2 separate regions of the Anser cygnoides genome follow, and region 2 is linked to region 1. Evidence: chromatin contacts called from public Hi-C data. All regions are on one chromosome and are shown on one strand. The core of a region is the stretch at or near the end of the contact, and the rest is flanking DNA. Distances in the headings are between cores, read along the strand shown. Region 1 has its middle 28 kb from the start of C7. Region 2 has its middle 53 kb from the start of PLCXD3.

The links. Hi-C and Micro-C count contacts between places; a contact is called where the count stands out from the background.
Region 2: a Hi-C map of liver shows a contact between it and region 1, with 1.8 times the contacts expected there. The contact joins two enhancer-like sites. A contact is called at or near these places in 2 of 7 Hi-C or Micro-C datasets (both in liver).

The regions. Positions count from the first base shown.
Region 1 is chrZ:68,500,068-68,502,598 of Taihu_goose_T2T_genome, reverse strand. No RefSeq gene overlaps it. Among named protein-coding and RNA genes, the nearest start is that of C7, 28 kb to the right of the region's middle. Within about 2 kb of position 1,273, at least 2 of the 3 cell types and tissues checked have open chromatin away from gene starts, as enhancers often do. A contact at or near this core is called in liver, where this site is marked.
Region 2 is chrZ:68,707,871-68,710,401 of Taihu_goose_T2T_genome, reverse strand. No RefSeq gene overlaps it. Among named protein-coding and RNA genes, the nearest start is that of PLCXD3, 53 kb to the right of the region's middle. Within about 2 kb of position 1,266, at least 1 of the 3 cell types and tissues checked has open chromatin away from gene starts, as enhancers often do. A contact at or near this core is called in liver, where this site is marked.

The DNA of each region.
Region 1 (2,531 bases), core at 24-2,523:
TCAAAATGCCTATTCCTCATGCTCAGCCAGTGTCTGAAGGATTAGACGCAGCATTATTGCATCTTGGTGGGAGCTTCGTGCTGAAACACAATATCCAGCATTTGTGTTCTAGGAGCATTGGCATGTACTGAAATAAAGGTGACAAACCTATCTTGGGGGAGAAGTCAGCATCTACATGTCCTGGGAGATGATCCAAACTAATTCATTCTCAGTCAAGAAATCCAGCATTTGGTGTCTTTTTCTGTTAGTGGAGGGTTTGCAGAAGCCTTTGCTGCTACATGTGCCTAGACTAATTGCACAGGTAGAGTGCTTGCGTGTTGGTTACCTGCATACGAATAAAGGCAATATTATGAGTAAGGTCAGCTGATGTTACACATTGGGTGCATACTCAGGGAGTGAATACTGCAATCACTTTAAGAGTCTCAGTGTAATTACTGTCAACAGTAAGATATAAAAGCAGGATTTTGCTTTACCAGAAGCTAGTGATCCAGTCAGTTTAAATTATCACCCTGCTCAAAAGCAGTATTTGCAGACCGGCAGGGTGAGCCCTGAGCAGCTAACATGTCCCCTGAGTTTAGCAGGAAGAGCTGTGGTGCCAGCACCACTTCTGCTGGTCAGAGACATCTCCTCTGTGTTTTGCAGTACAGAGAGCAACAAATAAATCGCAGTTTATATTTCTGAATCTTCTGCCATATACATTAATGCCTCTGCTATTACAGTGGTGGCTTGTCATGGTGAGTAATGCAGTGGGGCCACAGTGCAATGGAAACAGAACTGATCTGCAATAACATAATGAATATGGCAATGCAATGGGTTTAGGTGGTAACAAGACCAGGGCAGGAGGTTAATGATTAAGCTTCTGTTGGGGTTGGAGAGAGAAACAACAAAGAAGCAATGCAACAGCTCCCAGGCTGGAGATCGATGGGCAAAATCATCGGGTTTAGAGATCCTTCCACAAAGAAATTGCAAATGTTTCTCCTCATGTTATGAACTTGTAAGAGTTAATTTGCAAGTTAAGCCCTTTGAAAAAAGGAGTGGAATAGTGGAAGTGCACTTGACCAAAGCTGTCTAGGGAAGACATAAACAGAACAGGAGAGAAGAGAGGCTTTTTAGAGGCAATCTGAAAAGATTATCAGCGGTGCGAAATAGTATTACTCGCACAAGTTATTAACACCAGCTTTTTAACGTTTTCATGTTATGTTTTTCTTCATTTTTTTTTTTTTTAATTAGTGATGTTTTGCTTTAGTCAGGCACTAAACTGCTTATCCATTGTCACCTGGGCAGTTCCTGGCCGGGCTGCAGTGCAGGGAAGTGCTCTGGAAACAGCAGCTTCCTGCTCCATTCACCTCACCCTGAGAGCTAGAGGAGACCTATAGCTGCAAGGGGAGAGCTCTGGGAGCTGTGAGAGCACTCTGGGGATATGCAGTCTCCAGCGAAAAAGGGTTTTGCAAGTGGTAGCACTTATGTTTAGTGCCACCATTATTAGTTCAGCAACAGCAGGTTGTTGGACATAACTTGCTTTCCTTTTGTTCATCTCCATGTGCACATTCATCCCAAATCTTTTCCATGCAGACAGGCTGGAATATGAGGGGGAATGTGGAAGCTCCTCCAGTGTCACTATATAGAAAGGCAAAGCATTTGCCATTCTTCAGACATTAATTTTTTGCTCCCAGATTAGAAACAGAAGAGCACATCAGAAGAACTTTATTCTTTCCTTTTTGCTAATTACTTGTCTGTCCTGCAGGAAATACTCCATTTCCTGCTTGGAAATACACCTGCATGATGTTACACCAGCTGAGGTTAAGAAACAAATGGAGTTTTCCCACTGAATTCCCTCCTCACCTGAAATCACCTACTCCTCTTATGCTTAATCTGTCTTCAGGGCCACTACTGCTCTGTGCAGTCCCACTGTAGCCTTCCCACCTCTGCTTCTGGGGCATTTTATTCCTCCTTTTCCAGCTTCTCATTTTTCAGAAAGGGAGCCTGTCACAAGGCCATTTGGGCAGTGGTCTGTCTACCTGTGTTGTCCCTTCAACAGTGTTTGAATCCCTTGTCTACCTTTTAGCAACGTGTAACTGAAGGCTAGAGGTCTCAAAGGCATTGGCTCCTTAATAGCTTTCGTGAAAATGGACAGCTGGACAGAGCAAGATCTCTCCTGCGTATTTCCCAAGGGAAAGGATGCAGTGCAGAATAGTTCTTATTTATCTGGGAACCTATGCAAAGAAATAAATTCCTAGAAAACTCGGATTTGGTATTATTGCTGCTCAGGGGACTGGTTCTTTGCAATGAGGCTACTAAAGCTGATTTTCGCTCTGCATGCTGGTACTGTTTTTCAAATATCATCAGCTAGGAGGAAATTTTCAGTGTTATTGTTTAGTAAAAGTCCCTCTACTGTCTTTGTACCTGTGGCTCTGCATCAGACAAACATTTTTACTGAGCATCTTCTAACGATATCTTCCAAGTCACTGGCCTCAGACAGACACGTGAGTCTGACTTATCAGTATGGGTAAGTTCACCTCACCTAAACCTAA
Region 2 (2,531 bases), core at 17-2,516, 210 kb before region 1:
GCCATGGTGCCCGTGGGAAGAGGAGACCAGGCTGGTCCCAGGGCCACGAGAGGACAGTGGGCTTTGGGCCTGAGCTGCTGCTGCGGAGCAGGGTGAACACAGCGCGAGGCTGCTCCTTTTTGTTGCTGGTAATGTCACAGAAATACTTTAAACCAAGTAGTTGTTTCCCGGGTGAATTAGTTATTTCCCCCCCTTCATCCCTCCTCTCCCTCAGCACAGCTGTATTTTCACAGGATTGCATGATTATGTGCCCACAGCCAGCGGTCAGAGACCCAGTTCTTCACCGAGCTCTTGCCACTGGAGGTCCGGTTTTGCGCCCATGAAGGCAGCATGTAACTGGTTGGAAGGGCTGGTGTGGATGTGCTTGGAGCTCTCTGCACTCCCGTAGGCTTGCTTTGGTGGTGAGGGCTGTGCCAGAGCTGGCTTTTGTCTCCCATTATCTGCCCCTCTGATGCTGCTTCCCAGAAGGCAGCAATGAGGTTGAGGACCACATGCTGCCACTGCTCTTGGCTATGGGTTTAGATGGGATCCTCTTCTGGGTGAGCTTTACAATGGCATGTTTAATTCAAGCGTATCTTCAAAACTAATCAGGTTTGAGTGTGTGCTTGGGGACCTCCTGGAGCACAGGCTTGCCAGCCAAGGCTGGAGCAAGGCAGGTGGTGGCCATCCAAAGCTGAAGGGCTCTTTGGCTGCAGCAGCGTGGGCTCTGGGAGGCCAGGTGGGACCTGCCAGCAGCCTGGGCACGGGGCACTTGTTTGCAGCCAGTGCAGGACAGTGTCCCCAGGGCACAGCAGGTGTCAGTGGGGTGGGAGAGATGGGAAGCAATGGGCAGTGCTGCTGCCCCGGTTGCCCCATGCCGTTAATCCCCACCGCAAACCATGACTGACGCTGTGCAGAGCTCACCAAAGTGGGGAGGCACTTCAGTCTGCTTTGTGGAGATTTTGCCTCTGTACGTGGGAGGCTGAGTGCTGAGCCCTGCTCTGGATGGGGCACAGCTGAAGGCTTTCATGTACAGAACATTTCTCAAATTTTGGAGCTAGTTGATAGTTTTACCCAAAATGGAGACAAATTTTCAAGTGCAAGACACTTCTAGGCATAGCACAATGCTCCAGGCGGGGCAGATCTGCAGGGGGTGGAGGTTGCCCAGCACTGTTTGAGCTAGTTAAGCATTAACTACTAAATACACAGCAATGAAGTGACACTGTGGCCTGAGGACCCCAGGATTTCTGCTCCTGGGTAAGGGCTCTCACCAGTGGGTCACAGTAAATGTTTTAGGCCTGTGGCTTTCAAGTATTGAGACAGGTTGTGCTGAAGCCTAGAAATTATCTGAGAATAATAAAATAAAATAAAATAAAATAAAATAAAATAAAATAAAATAAAATAAAATAAAATAAAATAAAATAAAATAAAATGAAATAAAACACTAAATTTAATTTGAGACATCCTGTAAAAAGCTAGTAAGGGGCAGGAGGGTGTGCTCCTTGGTGAGGTCTGGGCCACCACGTGCCAGCACCCACAGGGGGGACGGGTGACAGCCAAGGTGACTGGAACGGTGTGTGCAGCACATCCACACCTGGGGCTGTGCCCATAGAAGTGCAGTATCTGAACGGGCTGGAAAAGACAGGAGGAAAGGCAAATTCTTGGCTGGTTCCTGCTGTGAAGGCCCAGGTCTTTGTGAGAAGGACAGCTGCTGTCCTCTTGGGTGAATTAAATTAGCGTTCTAACACAGGCATGAACTCCCCTACAAAGTGCAGTTCTCCGTTGTGGCAAGGTTCAAATTAAGACTTAAGGGCTATTTGCTAATCCTGATAAACAAACAAATGAAAAAATCCCTGCAGCTGAGAACCATCTCCAGAAAGCCCAGGCAGAGCTGGCTCCCCCACACCTTGCCCTGTGGCTTCCTTCCCTACTGGCCATGTGCAGACACACCATGTCCTTCTTTCACAGTGCCCTGCATGCAAAGAATAATATTGATTTCAAATTCTCTCTTGCAACAAGATAGAGAGTTTATTTTTGTACTTTTTCTTCCATAGATGCTACCAGCACAGTCTCAAGATCCTCAGCATATGCAAGATAAGGGGGGACAAGGCGGCAGTCAGGCACATCACAGTGATGCTAAGTGGCGTGAGGCTAGAAGTGCTGCAGTACAAGTAAAAATGAGAAACAATTTGGCCAGGTCACTGTCATGTTATTGGCACTGAAAAAGGGACCCTGCATCATATTACAAGGCCAGAGTGCCTGAAGTGATGGTGAGGGCACAGGGGGTGGTGGTGAGGATGCTCAGCCTGAACTCAGTCAGGGCTTAATCAGGCTTGGGAATAGTCCCCACGGGAGTTTGGTATGCAATAAAAAACAAATGAAAATGTGACAATATCCAGGAGAACCAGTTAGTTTTAAAACCCAAATGGCATTTTGGAGAGGAAGCTGTTCCCAAGACCAAGAGAACAGTCTGGTCCTTGGCTGCAGCTGGAAGGAGCCATGTGGGACTTGGTGTAAGGGAAGTTGTTGGCTAACAGTAGCAGTTTTCTGGT